2 separate regions of the Capra hircus genome follow, and region 2 is linked to region 1. Evidence: chromatin contacts called from public Hi-C data. All regions are on one chromosome and are shown on one strand. Each heading gives the region's core, a stretch centred on a gene start, on an enhancer-like site or on the middle of the called end of the contact. The rest is flanking DNA. Distances are from core to core; before and after follow the strand shown. Region 1 overlaps BCL2L1 (bcl-2-like protein 1). Region 2 holds the start of BCL2L1 (bcl-2-like protein 1).

Region 1 (3,071 bases), core at 218-2,717:
TGAACCAAGGAGCCTGGTGGGCTACAGTCCATAGGGTCGCAAAGAGTCAGATAGGACTGAGTGACTTCACTTTCACTTTTCACACCATGTTTAAGGTTGGAATGACTGAGTTCAGGGTCTGGTTAAAACATTTGTGGAATATTATACAGCTAGAAAAAAGAATTAATCTGCCATGAGTTAATTGCTGAAGCTGTATAACAATCAAGGATTCATGTATAAACATGGAAACTTTTATAAGATAAACTAGGCAGAAAAAAAAACAGGCACAGTGTGTCTGTTACTCTTTGTGTAAAATAATGGATCAGAATATAGTTACATATTATGTGAAAGAATTGATGCTTTCAAATTGTGGTGCTGGAGAAGGCTCTTTTGAGAGTCCCTAGGACTGCAAGGAGATCAGTCAGTCCTAAAGGATATCAACCCTGAATATTCATTGGAAGGATTGTTGCTGAAGCTGAAGCTCCAATATTTTGGCCACCTGATGTGAAGAGGTGACTCACTGGGAAAGATGCTGGGAAAGATTGATGGCAAAACGAGAAGAGGGTGGCAGAGGATGAGATGGTTAGATAGCATCACTGACTCAAGGGACATGAATTTGAGCAAACTCTGGGAGATAGTGGAGGACAGAGGACCCTGGCATGCTACAGTTTATGGAGTTGCAAAGAGTTGAACACGACTTAGCAACTTTACAACAACAACAACAAAGCTATGTAAAAAGGCGTTTCTGGAAGAATCTCAAGAATCTGGAGAGGGGACTTGAGTGGTTAGGTTACCGGCCACGGGTATATCCTGGGCCTAAAGATATAGAAGCCTGGAGGCTTTGGAGAATGGTGACCCTGAGCCAGGAGCCGTGAAAAGCTATGAACTCGGCACCTAAAGGTTGGAGGTGTAGACGTCCTTCTGTGAACAGGGCAGAAGATGGGGACACAGGGGAAAGCTGGCCAGTCAGGAGACGACAGGTCCTCTGAAGCACTGGGAGCAGGCATCTGGGGTGGGAGTGGCTTTCAGGTGGAAACCCCTGGCCACCAGGGGGCAGTCAAGCTCGCTCTTGAAAGCACATGGGGAGGAGCACCCCCCCAGGCCCCAGCTGGAGCGCCCGCCTCCCTAGCTGGAGGGCCTGGCCCTGGAGTCGTGCTCCTTTTCCCAGACCCTTCCCGGATCTCCGGCCACAGCCAGTTGAACTCCCTGAGGAGCACCTCTTTCTTCTTTTTGAGGGTCTTCTTGATGGCAGGGTCATCGCTGCCCCCCCTCCCCCCAACTTCCAGTTCACCCAAGCTTTGTTGGGTTCTCTCATTCACTTTTGACCACTATCATTTGAGATGGGTACTGCAATCCTACCCATTTCACAGATGGAAAAGCTAGGACATAGGCTAGGTTACTTGAGCAAAGACCAGGAATGGCGACCCAGGATACACACCTGGCTGACCACCCTCAAAACTGGAGCATTAACCGAGCCATGGCTTCTCCACTCTGCTCTCCCTCCAGAGCCTTCTTCACATAGCAGCCAGAGGGCGCTTTGGGGTCTAAGTGGTATATCACTCCCTAACAACCTTCCTCTGGCTCTCACTGCCCTCAGGATCAAATCCAGTACCCCCATTTCACCTCTCCAACATCATACTGACCCAGGAGACCCCAGACACGCCAACTTTCCTTCAGCCTGAAGAAAATTCTTGCTCATCTTTGCATTTGCTTCTTCAGCAGGACCACTCTTCCTGCCTCGCCACTTCTTTTGGAGAACTCTTACAGACTCTTCAGGCTCTAGTTCTGATATCATTTCCTCCAGGGAGCCCTCCCTGACTCCCAGACAAGCTAAGGTTCCATATTAAATGCTGTTAGAGCACTCACTATGAACTTCTTGGCCTCAGATGGGTGCTTCACTTTGGGATTATAATGGTATCATTATTTCAAAACCTTGAATCACCCATGGTTCCTCTTTCTCTCTAGAGCTCTCTCCAATCCGTCAGCTGATCTTGTGGGATTATCTTTAAAATGTTATCTGACTCCTTATCTCCTTCTCCACTAGGGCTTTCATGTCTTGCCATGCTTCCTCAGAGTCATTCTGTTTCCACCTTTGCCCTGCAACAGAGCTGTCCTTATATTCATCTCCCTGTCTCCCTGACCAGAATGGAAGCTCCATAAAGGAAAGGGCTTCTCTGCAGAATTCCCAGTGCCTAGGGCTGGGATTGCCTGGTGCCTGAGACAGTAGAGAATCTGCCTACAATGCAGGAGACCTAGGTTCAATCCCTGGGTCAGGAAGATCCTCTGGAGAAGAGAATGGCAACCCACTCTAGTATTCTTGCCTGGAGAATTCCATGGACAAGGAGCCTGGCGGGTTACAGTCCATGAAGTTTGAGTAACACTTTCACTTTCGTTCAGGACTGTGCCTACACAGAGCCAAGTGGGCACTTGACTGTGCCTCCCCCTAGAATACCAACTTCTGAGGGCAGGGACTGTCTGTCATGTTCACACACAGTCAGTGCCCAGCACATAGCAGAGGCTCAAAGCAGACCCAGGGTCAGGTGGAGAAATTTAGGACCAGAGTGAGGAAGAAGGGACTTGTCCAAGGTTAGGGCAGCAGAGTCAGCACAGGTACCCGACTCTCCTGCGCCTCTTCTGCCAGCCCAGCGTCCCCTCCCGGAGTACACAGGAGCCCAGGTCCTTTGCTCACGAAGAACACATTTTATTACTGAACTGCACCTTCACTTTCACACAGACTATTTCAAAGAGCTGGAAAAAGTGTGGGGTGGGGGTTGGGGGAGGGACAGGTGCCTCTCAGGAGCCAGGACCCCCGGCTGGCTTCCCCAGACCAGGGCGGGGGGTGGGGTAGGGTGGGATGGGGGTGCAGGGAGCACCAGGCTGTTCGATCTCCGGGCACCAGCTCTCCACGTGCACACGCACTGCAAGCCAGCACCTCCTCACACATAAATACAGACACGCTTAACAAAAATAGTATATCATCTTCACAAGGAATAAAAACTAGTTTCAAATATGTACAGCAGAGAGCCCGGGGTGGCCGGGGCTAGGCCTGGACCCCCAGGGATGAGACAGGCCATGTGTGGAGCAGAGGAGAG
Region 2 (3,250 bases), core at 450-2,949, 55 kb after region 1:
TGGGTCTGGTCTCTGCTTAGTGGTTCTCTTCGAAGATCCAAAGCCAAGACAAGGTTCTGAAGGGAAAGAAAGAGCTTCAGGGGGGAAAAATGAATATGCAAGCCATTTACCTACAATATCCCATTCCCCACTCCAGGTACTTGAACTGGGTTCTTTGCCGCTCTTATGAAGATTTGGGTCTAGCTTCCCAGGTACTTCGATGAAGTCAATTTGAAAGCACCAGTGGGCTCTGAATCATCACACCGGCCTTTTTTTCCTCCCCTTTTATCCCAGCCACCCCCTTTTCTCTGAAATGTCTTCCTCGAAAAGTCACCCCCATGGGCAGTCTGCCCCCCACCCCCATAAACCCTCACCACCTACATTCAAATCCGTCTCAGGCGACGGCAGGCAGGTGCAGCCCCCGGAAGATCTTTTGTATCATAGGTGGGAGAGGAGGTGGCAGCGGGGATGCCGGTAAGTCAACCGGCCTCGCGGCGGCGGCTGGCAAAAAAAGCAGCTCCGGCTGGAGGGATCATGCGACCCGGCGGACTGAGAGCTCAGGAGGCGACACAGGAATTACGAAGCTCAAGAACCGGCCCCCTCGCTTGCTTCCTCCTCCATCGCCCCGATCGAGGGCGGCCGCTGCTGCGGCCTCCTGCCACCCGGGAGCCCAGCCCCCTCGCTCTTGCACGCCCCTTGGCTCTCCGCCTCCTACTGGGAGCTAGGAGAACTCTCTCGGAGGTGGCTGGTGTGAGCTTTAGTTTTTGTTTTTTTTTTTTTTTTTTCTATTTCAGTATCAGCCCGGGGTGAGGCTTCCCAAGAAACCTTGAAGGGACTTCTCGATGGGGCTCAAGGTTTCGATGAGAAACAGAGGGAGGGGAACACTGCCATGGATCTGCGGTCTGAGTTTGGAAAGGCCATCCCCGGGCCTTTCTGGGAGGCTGAAAGCAGGAGACCCCCCAGAAACGCCGCTGGCTTTCTTTGAATTCCCCAAAGGCCCTGGTCGTGGCGGTGGCAGTGGGGGATTGCCGGGTCCTCCATTCCCCGCACGGACACAATGGCCGCCGGCGCCCTGCACAAAGACCCGGCGAGGGTGAGGCGCCGAGCCTCTCCACCGGTCAGAGACAAGGGTCGAGGCCTGCTCGAGACCCCCCACAGCTGAGACTACGTTTTCCTGGGGACAGGCCCAGGCTGGCTTCTTGGCACCCCCGGGAGGGCTTAGGGGCCCGGGGTTGCACCTCTCTAGAGGCCGGGGTGGGTGGGCTGCGGCCTCGCGGCTTCCTCCGCGCGCTAGGCCGGGTACCCGCCTGGCCACCGCCCCGTTGCTAGGCAACCGCTCTCCCTCAGGGGCGCCCCCTAGACCTTTCTGGGAGGTGGGGTCTCGCCCCCGGCGGCCCGCCCCGGCGTAGCCAATCAATGAGCTCAGGTAGCACGGAAGCAGAACGGCGAGGGCTCCCATTGGGCGCAGCGCCTGCCACGCACAGGGGAGGCGGCGCTCTCACCTGCGAGCCCCGGGAGCCGTGGGGGGCCACATACCCCCTTCATCGGCCAGGTCGTTTCCGGGCGCGAGAGCTCTTCGCGGCCAAGTTCCGCGCCGCGGACCGGGGCCGGCCTACCTGGCTGACGGCTCGCGCTCTATCTTCCGAACGAGCCGGCCTCAGTTTCCCTGAAGAGACCGGGGGAACTTGCAAGCTCAGTCACTTCCGGTGCCGCGGCAGCGCGCGCGAGCCCGAGACGCAGAGGGAGTGCGCGCCTGGAGGACTGGCGTAAAGAACTGGGCGAGAGCGCCCCCTGGCGGTAGACCTGAAGATTCCGGACACACAAGGGAAACATCGTTTACATTCACATTTCCATTCATTCCTTTGGTCAGTTTAATCCACCGATCAGCTTGTATATCGAAAAAGAGTTGCCTTGTGGCTAAGAACCTAGTGTTTGGGATTCTAGTCTTGCCGATTTGGCAAGTTACTCAACTGCTGCGCGCATCAGTTACCCTTAACTCTAAAAAGAGTAAAAACCAGCCTCCCTCCTTGAGTTATTGTGGTGATTTTAGAGTTATCTGTGAAGTCCATAGTCTTTGCTGCATAAATACATTCAGCAAATATTTATTGTTTGGGTTGCTGAAAATAGAGTTAGGAACAAGACAAGACATGACCCATGTTTTCATAGAGACTAAAACCCTTGAGATGGAGAGAGACAGTAAATAACAGAAAACAAGGTGATTTCAAATAGTGACTATGGCTCTGAAGAAAACAAATCAGGGTATTGTCATAAAGAGGGTGAAGGAATAGGTGGTCCGTTAAAATGGATGCCCTCTCTGCCCAGTGAGGGAAACAGACATTTTTTTAAACTGTTTTTTAAATTGTTTGTATAGGGTGCCAGAGATGGCCTCTTTGAAGAAATGACATAGAATCCAAGACCAGAAGTGTAAGAATATGCCAACCTATTGAAAGTGTGTAGAGAACATCAACCTTAGCAGAGGAAATGGCTTGTACAACGCGTCCTGAGGCAGGAAGCTTCTGGCATGTCCCAGAAACTGAAGGAGAAGCACTGTGGCTGAGGGAGGGCAAATGCGGTGTGAGAGGATGTTGAGAAGTTGACCGTGGGAATGAGTTGGAATTCATTCTAAACATTGAAAAGTTTGATTTTGTGGTAATTTAGTTGATTAAAAATAGACTATTAAAAAGATACCAAAAAGCATAGAAAGTCCTCTTCCCACTCCTGCTTTCTAATCCCTGGTTCCCCTCACAGAGATCATCACAATTAATTAATTATTTTTTCTGCTGTGTGACATGTGGGATCTTAATTCCCCAACCAGGGGTTGAACCCATGCTCTGTGCAATGGGAGCATAGAGTCAACCGCTGGACCATCAGGCAAGTCTCAGAGATCATCACTCTTAAGCCTTTCTTCTGTAGTCTTTCAGAGATGGTCACTGTATTCACAAGGAAAAGTATATGTAAAAATGTTTTACACAACTGGTAACTTGCTATAAACACTTCTACATCTTGCTTTTTTTTGCTGAGCTCTATGTTTTCAGTCTGCCCTGATTTTTTGTATTATTTTTAAAATATTTAATTGATTTACTATGTTGTGTTAATTTCAGATGTACAGCAAAAAAAAAGTCAGTTATACATATATCCATTCTTTTTTGGATTCTTTTCCCGTATAACTCTCCCTTAATTTTTTAAATTAACACACAACTTCATAAAAATATGGGCTTCCCTGGTGACTCAGATGGTAAAGAATCCACCTGCAATGCAGAAGATCCAGGTT

The links. Hi-C and Micro-C count contacts between places; a contact is called where the count stands out from the background.
Region 2: a contact with region 1 is called in a Hi-C map of liver, with 6 times the contacts expected there. The contact joins the promoter of BCL2L1 here to the enhancer-like site in region 1. A contact is called at or near these places in 4 of 5 Hi-C or Micro-C datasets (blood and liver).

Annotation. Positions count from the first base shown.
Region 1 is chr13:60,526,189-60,529,259 of ARS1.2, forward strand. BCL2L1 (bcl-2-like protein 1) reads right to left here. Exons shown (of 3, transcript XM_018057683.1): 3 at 2,660-3,071. Among named protein-coding and RNA genes, the nearest start is that of ID1, 37 kb to the left of the region's middle. Within about 2 kb of position 1,468, at least 3 of the 5 cell types and tissues checked have an H3K27ac peak or open chromatin away from gene starts, as enhancers often do.
Region 2 is chr13:60,580,627-60,583,876 of ARS1.2, forward strand. It overlaps BCL2L1 (bcl-2-like protein 1), which reads right to left and starts at 1,700. Exons shown (of 3, transcript XM_018057683.1): 1 at 1,596-1,700; 2 at 1-56.